Linked DNA regions of Hordeum vulgare: region 2 is linked to region 1. A link is a contact called in public Hi-C data. All regions are on one chromosome and are shown on one strand. The core of a region is the stretch at or near the end of the contact, and the rest is flanking DNA. Distances in the headings are between cores, read along the strand shown.

What was found. Hi-C and Micro-C count contacts between places; a contact is called where the count stands out from the background.
Region 2: a contact with region 1 is called in a Hi-C map of leaf, with 2.3 times the contacts expected there. The contact joins the promoter of LOC123407266 here to the enhancer-like site in region 1. A contact is called at or near these places in 2 of 6 Hi-C or Micro-C datasets (leaf and seedling).

Annotation. Positions count from the first base shown.
Region 1 is chr7H:204,391,199-204,395,087 of MorexV3_pseudomolecules_assembly, forward strand. No RefSeq gene overlaps it. Among protein-coding and RNA genes, the nearest start is that of LOC123411445, 61 kb to the left of the region's middle. Within about 2 kb of position 1,478, at least 2 of the 3 cell types and tissues checked have open chromatin away from gene starts, as enhancers often do. A contact at or near this core is called in leaf, where this site is marked.
Region 2 is chr7H:205,258,072-205,261,938 of MorexV3_pseudomolecules_assembly, forward strand. It overlaps LOC123407266, which reads right to left and starts at 1,778. Exons shown (of 11, transcript XM_045100366.1): 1 at 1,588-1,778; 2 at 1,277-1,415; 3 at 842-984. The coding sequence starts at 1,665.

The DNA of each region.
Region 1 (3,889 bases), core at 228-2,727:
TTAGGTCTATAGATATAGTGCGCGCGCGTGTGCTTGCGTGCTTGTGTGCGCTTACAATTTACTCACTTTCTTGAGAGCATCTTCAATAAATAATGTATATTTTGATGTTTCAGATCGATGATGATTCTAATTTGAAGCATTAGAAAATGCTTTTTACATCTTTAAAAAAGGGTCAACTCTAACAGATGGTCCAAAGCGGAGATATAAAAAAAGAAACTCCAACAGATGGTCCAAAACAAAGATGTAAAACGACCACTACTTCATCTCAACATAGTTCAACATCAAATTCAACATACTTTCATATATAAATTCAACTACTAGATGAAACTACTCCTCGTTGGAGCTGTGGAACTGCTCCAAGAACTCGTCCTTGTCCGTGCCATCGCACCCCTCGTCCTCCTCGTCGGGGCCACCCCAGTCCTCATCTGACGACTCCATAAGGATCACAGTCGAGGGGCCGGCCTCGTCCTCCTTCTTCACCCCCTTCCAGTAGTGCTTCATCTTGGCCTGGACGTACTGCGGATGCTCTCGCACAAACCGAGCCATCGCCGCCTGGTCGCTCTCGCCGGGAGCAAGGACAACCGCCGGTCTCTTCTTCGCCTTCTTCACCGACATCTCCTCCATCCGGACGCCATGCAGCACGAGCCACTCCGCCACCGCCCGGGCCTCGACCTCCGGGAAGTTGAGGTCCTTATTCCGCTGTCCGGCACACCACACCGCCATGTCATAGGCACGCGCGACATCATCGGTGGTGGGATATGTGCCGAGCCACCAACGCCGCCCGACGTCACTGAACTCCACTCCGAAGTTCCCGAAGGGCTTCACCCTCACGCCGAAGAAACCGGACTTGCCCTTCGACGTCTTCTTCGACGCCATAGGGGAGCGGGCGGCGGCGTGCGGAACGGAGCGGAGGCGGATGAGGCGTGCGATGCGGGCGGGGCGGGCGGAAAGGAGGTGGATGGGGTCGGGGCGGAGGCGGCCGGAGCGGGGCGGACGGGATCGGGGCGGAGGCGGCCAGAGCGGGGCGGACGGGGTTGGGGCGGAGGTGGAGGTGGCTGGAGCGGGGGCGGACGGGGTCGGGGCGGAGCGGAGACGGACGCGACGGGGTGGAATCGGTGGCGACGGGACGACGGTGGCGGGAGGAAGAAAGGGGGGGGGGGTGTAAGCACATGAAGAGCAATTGATGGTTGGCGCGCGGCCGAGATTTTTACATCTCCTGCCTTTGGATATGTAAATTTGCATTGTGAGGTGTTGAAATTTACATCATCAGAAGGTGGAGATGTATTTTTTTTTATAGAACCATCTGTTGGAGTGCTGTTCTTTTTTCAGAAGATCCAAAAATTAGTTTTTTACATATAAACCGACTATTGAAGATATCCGAGCCTTGTATTTTTTACGATCAATAATACAGTAATGTGGAGAGTGTGTGTGGGGAGTAGCGTCTCACAACGTCGCATGCAAACAACAAGACTAGCAAACCGTTGCACGTGCTGTCTACTGTCTAGGTCTAGCTTAGCATTTTTCGTTCCTAAAACGAGAGGTGGACGGGACGACAACTGTTTACTGCCGCATCGATAGGCAGCTTATAAATTACCAACAGTGCAGCGACACGTGCACACAACTCACCACACACTCCCTGGTCGGTTTGGAGCTGGAAGGTGACCGAGTTAGCTACAGGTAATTTGTGGTGGCGTTGCTTTTTCCCGGGCGCGCACTGTTGCCGCCAGCAATGCGGAAGCGGGCACGCAAGCGGCCGGGGGTCGGAGAGAAGGACGGCGACGGCGGCCGATCAAGGCCACAGATATCGCCGGGATCTTTAATCAACTGCTCACTGGGCAATCAAGGAGGTTTGTTTTCGTCAGCTTTTGGCGTCGTGTCACCATCGCACGCGGCAACAAGATTGCCAACAAAAGGACACGTCCTGAGATAATCGAGCTTCCTTCGAGTTGTTGCTGTCAGCAAGCCAAGTAGCAAGATCTGTAACTACGCGGTTTGGATGATGTAGTGCCATTCGACTCCGTGACAGATCTGGTCTTGTTTGTCACCCTCTAGTTTTTTGTGTTAGCTTATTAATCATCTTTTTTTTTTTGCGAGGGTGTTAGCTTAATTATAGCTAGTGATAACTCCACTGTTTTAATTAAATGTCACACTCACTTCGTTTTTATTTACTTCATATTTTAGCATTAATTTAATTCAAACTTTATAAAATTTGACCAAACTTATCAATAATCAATCTAAGCTTTCAGAATAAAAAATATATATAATATGAAAATGTATTGAAAGATGATTCTAATGATATTGATTCGGTATCGTGGATGTTGGTTGTTTTTTCGTATAAACTTCATCAAAGTTTAGAAAGTTTGACCCAAAACAAAGAATATACAAAGTAAATAAAAACCGAGGGAGTACAAGAAGTTAACTCCGTTGTTCGCACATATGGTTTGAACGGAACCGTTGGGTTCAAGGGGACTGCTCTTCTTCCTTACGATGGGTTGGACAAAATTTTCAATCATTGTAGTAAGAGGAATTCAAAGGCACTAATTCATTTTGTCTGTTTGGATCATCCTAACAAAAAGCTTGGTCCAACCCGTCGATCCAAATGGACAAAGTGTTCGTCTCATATTCGTTTATCGACCGTTCCAATCCCAACTTGACACTAATATGGGTCATAAATGGATATGAAACGGATAAAAGCAGACGCTTCCCTCGTTCGCCATCCTCCGTTGGTGCCCTCTCGTGTCCGTCCTGGTTCCACATATCAGCGACCCCGCACAAGCTAGGCATGTGCCTTCACAACCACCGCGACCCGACGAGGCCACCGACGCAGATCGACGCCGCGCTCATCGGAGCAGGCCATCGCCTTTGTTTTTGAGCTGAGTGTCGTTGCGTGGATCTTGCCGAGGAGCAGCACTGAGGAGATTTCAGAGAACTACATGCCGTCGATGGGCGTGGGCCGAGGAGATCTCCAGGCCGCAAGAGAGATGGGGAAGGAGGAAGGGAAATTGCAGCCACTGGCATGATCCAAGGGGAGAAACTCAAATTCATTTGTGGTAGATTATTGCATGCCTACAACGGCCCGTAGCCGACAAGGACGATGCACACAGCTGGCTCGTAGTCCATGCCAATCTGCATGTACCTTAATATGGCTGCATGCATCACTTAGAGGGCGATGGTATTACTTTTTGAGAAAAGATGACGCCGACATGTGTGGACGTTTGGATCTCACCCACAGGTATGGATCGGTGTTCATTTGTGGTTGCACGAATCTTAGCAAATTTTGTCAGATTTTCTATGCCACGTAGGACTGGGCTGGTGTGTGGGCATTTAGCCACTTCGCTCGTACGCCCATTTCTCTCTTAGCAGGAATCTTTTTTTGTTTTCGGGTTAAAAATGTTTTACCTCCTAATTAAAAATCCAATTAAAATCCGTTTTCATCATTAAACCGTCTCGACGAGATCTTCAAAACTAGATCTCATGATGATATGTTTTGATGAATTTTCTTTTGGCAAAAGTTGCCATGATGTTACACTCTAGTTGCCATAGTGTTTACACTACAGTTGCTATGCCATGTTCTATCTATTTTTTCTTCTAGGTTTAAAGCTATGGTTATATATTTTCAACTACTTTTTACGGCAATTTTTATTAATTGACCATGGTAATTTCTAGTAATTAACCACGGCAAATTTAACGCATGGATCATGGCAAGTTTTAGTAATCCATCATGAGAAATTTAGTTTATAGATCATGGCAATTGTATAATTTTGACCATGATTGATGATTTTTTTACCAAAAGTTGCCATGATGTTTACACTGTAGTTACCATAGTGTTTACACTAAAATTGTCATGACATGTTCTACCTGTTTTTTCTTCTCGATTTAAAGCTACCTC
Region 2 (3,867 bases), core at 528-3,027, 870 kb after region 1:
CAACCCACCAGTACTTCAGCAGCTTGACGTTAAATGTATCAATGCCCTGTGACCATTTGGGGGTCCTCAATATGCCTGCATACGCCTGTGCAAGCACATATGTGGGGCATGCACATGCAGTGATATTTTGTCCAGTGGCTTGAAAGTCAACTTGAGATGACATGGTAGGCTCGACCTAAATTTTACATATTCCAAGCAATTCATTTCGAAATGAAGAACCTGCACTCAACAACCTAATACTGGTGACTGCCATTTGTTTCCAGCTCAATTTAATGTACGTAATATGGTAGTGAACCGAGGGGACAACATAAGCAGAGACAGACATGGAATAATGCTCACAGATAAGTAGAGTAACTCTTATCAGAACAAGAGTTTCATAAATTTATAATTAGTTTCTTTTCAAAAAATATGATTAGGTATAGAGCAAGTAATTCATGAAAGGTTTTCAGTTGATTTGGGCTGTCATCAAGTTAGTAATTTTGATCCATAATAAGCTATTTACATAAACAAAAGAAAACGTCGGAGAAAACTAGAAGGTACAATGAGTATGTAATATGGTATGATTATATTACAACTGATTTCAGCAACAGGGACGGCATTGTGACTAGAATAAATTTAAAAGAATTGAATGAATCCACGTGTGCTCATCTTTGTTAATGTTATTATCAGTTATGCTTGTATGATTAATTACATGCCACCAAATGCATCAGAAAACACACTATATTAATCATCTACAACTGTGTGGGTTGTCTGTCATTTTTTAAATGTATGAAGAGCATTTATATTTTCATTCACACCAATATTACAGAAATAAAATAAGAAGAACAAAACGATCAACAACCTTCGAGAAGTCGTTTAGCCACTCCCCACCAACCCCAAGGAGAACTTGGATCCCTTGCCCCATCCTAAAGACACCTCGAGGCCCTGTGCTAATCGACGTCTGGAGAAGATCCTCAACTAATTTCGGCAATTCGCCAGCTCTATCTGCAATTGGACAAAAAATTGGAAACCTCAAAGGTAAGTTTTTCAGACAATGGCAAACTGAACTCCACACATTCAACCCATGTCCCTGTATTACTCCATCACCAAATTACTCTTAGTACCACTTATCCACCTCAAACAGTCATCAACATCACACCAAAATTACAACCATCGCCAGAGGTAAAAAAAAACATATCTATGTTCATTTTCGTATCACTCGTATGGAAATTACCTAGCCATTTCTGCAGGGAATGAAATAATCAGTCACAGACGCCGCGATAAGTCATTAAATTACCTTGGAGTCGACTAGAGAAGTCTTGTGCCTGGGAGGAGTAGCGCGCGAAAACCCTAACCCCTCCCCGGACCCGTCGTCTCCTATCCCGTCCGGCCCCGAGCGCGCCCACCCTCAGCGAACCTCCCCCACCGGATGGAACCTGCAACAAGCCAATAAAACCCCGAATTAGTTCGAGGCGGCTTCCGTTACGGGACAGAATCGAAAACTCAAGCTCGCGTCAAAGCGAGTCCGGAGACGGTGGCATGCTCCTGCACTTGCGGAAGAGGGGTGGGGGAGGGAGGCAGGAGGAAGCGAGAGTTTCGGCAGTCGACCTGAGGGAGTCGGTGGTGGTGGTGGAGGAGGAGAGGGGAGCGAGAAGCGGCGCCCCTAGCGGCCGCCGTCGCCGCCATCAGTGGATGGGTGGGTCGCCGGTGAGGGGGACGAAGTAGACAAGCGTACGAGTGTGATGCGTGAAGTGTGATGAAGCGTGGGGCACGGCGTGCGTTTGTTGGCCTTCAACGGGTGTATGGGAGAAGGGTGCGATACGTGTAGCTGGTAGGTTCTTTAGCTCAAAGAAAATTGATAGGTTCTTTTCTTTCTTGGACGCGTCGGCCGGCCGATAAGTGAAAATCATCCGCCGTCTGGCTGGCCATTCGACGGATGCGGGATGACCATCCGATCTATCGTCACATCAATTGCAACAAGGACAGTATTACAAAAACATTTATAACATAGGTTGTATTGTAAAAATCTTTGCAATAGAGGTGATGTTGCATAACTTTTTGCAACAAAGATCATGTTATAGAAACATTTGCAGATTTTTTTTGCAATAGAGTTAATGTTGCAGAAAACTTTTTTACAACATGAAAGATGTCGCAAGAAAAAGGTCGGTCGCCCGCTGCGAGCTTTGCGACCGCATCTGTTGGAACAAGGTTTGATGTGACAGCGATGAGGGCCCTTACTGGACACGCTCGTTCAAAGAAGGTGGCGGAAGAAGCCAACTTATCCATCGGTTGAGGGGAAGTATTTCCCTTCTTGGGCTTTACTCAAAAAATGTTACTCCTTAAAAGGACGGTGCTAGCCGTCGGTCAGTCGGCCCAAATTTGGATCAGTCGGTTGTCAAATGTCCGACTTAGCTTTTTTCTAACCGTTCATTGATTTTTTTTTAAGTTAAACACACGGGAAAATACATCAAAAAAGGACAACATGCGCACATGTCGTATCCGATGCTCTCACCGACGGCTCGTGCTTATCCTCGGTTTCTCGTGCTTGTGTGGTGGCATCTCCTCCACCTGCGCTCATCGATCGCTCGTGTCACTGCACTCACTGGCCGCTTGTGCCACTGCGCTTGTCACATGTGCATTTGCTCTCCATGGTTGTAACTCAAACACAAGTCGGTTCCAACGTGTGGACACCATGGTTGCAGCATCTCCGGCGCCCCCCATCTCCCGCTCACCGTCATTGTGGACTTGCACCACCATGTCCAGCAAAAAAGACTAAACCAAAAAAACTCTGGTACCCTATTAAAGCAAAATGATTTGCCAGTTCGAAGAAAATTTATTGATGGTTCTAGCAAGAATCAACCTCCGGGGTACTCGATTGAAGCAAAAAAGATTTGCCAAATCCAACAAAAAATTATGATGGTTCCAGCAAAAGTATCAGCGGTGAAAAAATCCAATAGTTTATAGTAGCAAATGAATTAGCTAGTTCGAGTAAAAGGAAACATTGTTTCCAACAAAATCAAATCTCAGCAGCAAAAAAAGCATCGGTGCCAATCGTAGTCTTCACTGTAGCGGCTTGTAGCAAAGAGAGGTGCCAGATCCACAACATCCTAAAATCGAGGTTGTAGCTCGCGGTCGAGCCGGTTCCAGCATCTTGCGTCGTCAATTGTAGCATGACGACGACACCGTTCTGGCATCATCCCACGTTGGATGCTGATACGTTCATTTTGCATCATGATTTCGTATTGGTATTTATAATGTTTTGAAGCGTTATTTCACTTTTTCATGTAATTCTTATATCTTTTCTCTCTTCTTTTACAAGGATTATACAAATAGAGAAATCACTCGAAACTAGAATTCTCGACCTCAAAGGATATGGAAAAGGCTAGAAATTTTCTGGGCTCCAAATGACTTGAAACTTCACGAAGAATTTTTTATGGAATATATAAGAATTATTGGAGCGAAGAAGTACCAGAGGGGGCCCACAAGGCAACAGGGCACACCCACCCCCTAGGACGCACCATGATGCTTTATGGGTCCCACAGAAGGCATCTCGTGTCTTTCTTCTACTATATGAAGAGTTTTGACCTAGGAAAAATAAGGAGGATACATTCGGGATGAAGCGCCAGTGTCTCGAGGTGAAACCTAGGGCATGAGCACTTTTGCTCTCTGGCAGAGCGATTCTGACGGGGAAAGTTCCCTTCGAGAGGGGGAAATTAAAGTCATCGTCATCACCAACGCTTCCTCCTTGTGGGAGGACCAATCTTCATCAACATCTTCACCAACACCATCTCATCTCAAACCATAATTCATCTCTTGTATTCAATCTTTGTTACAAAACCTCAGATTGGTACTTGTGGGTTGCTAGTAGTGTTGATTACATATTATAGT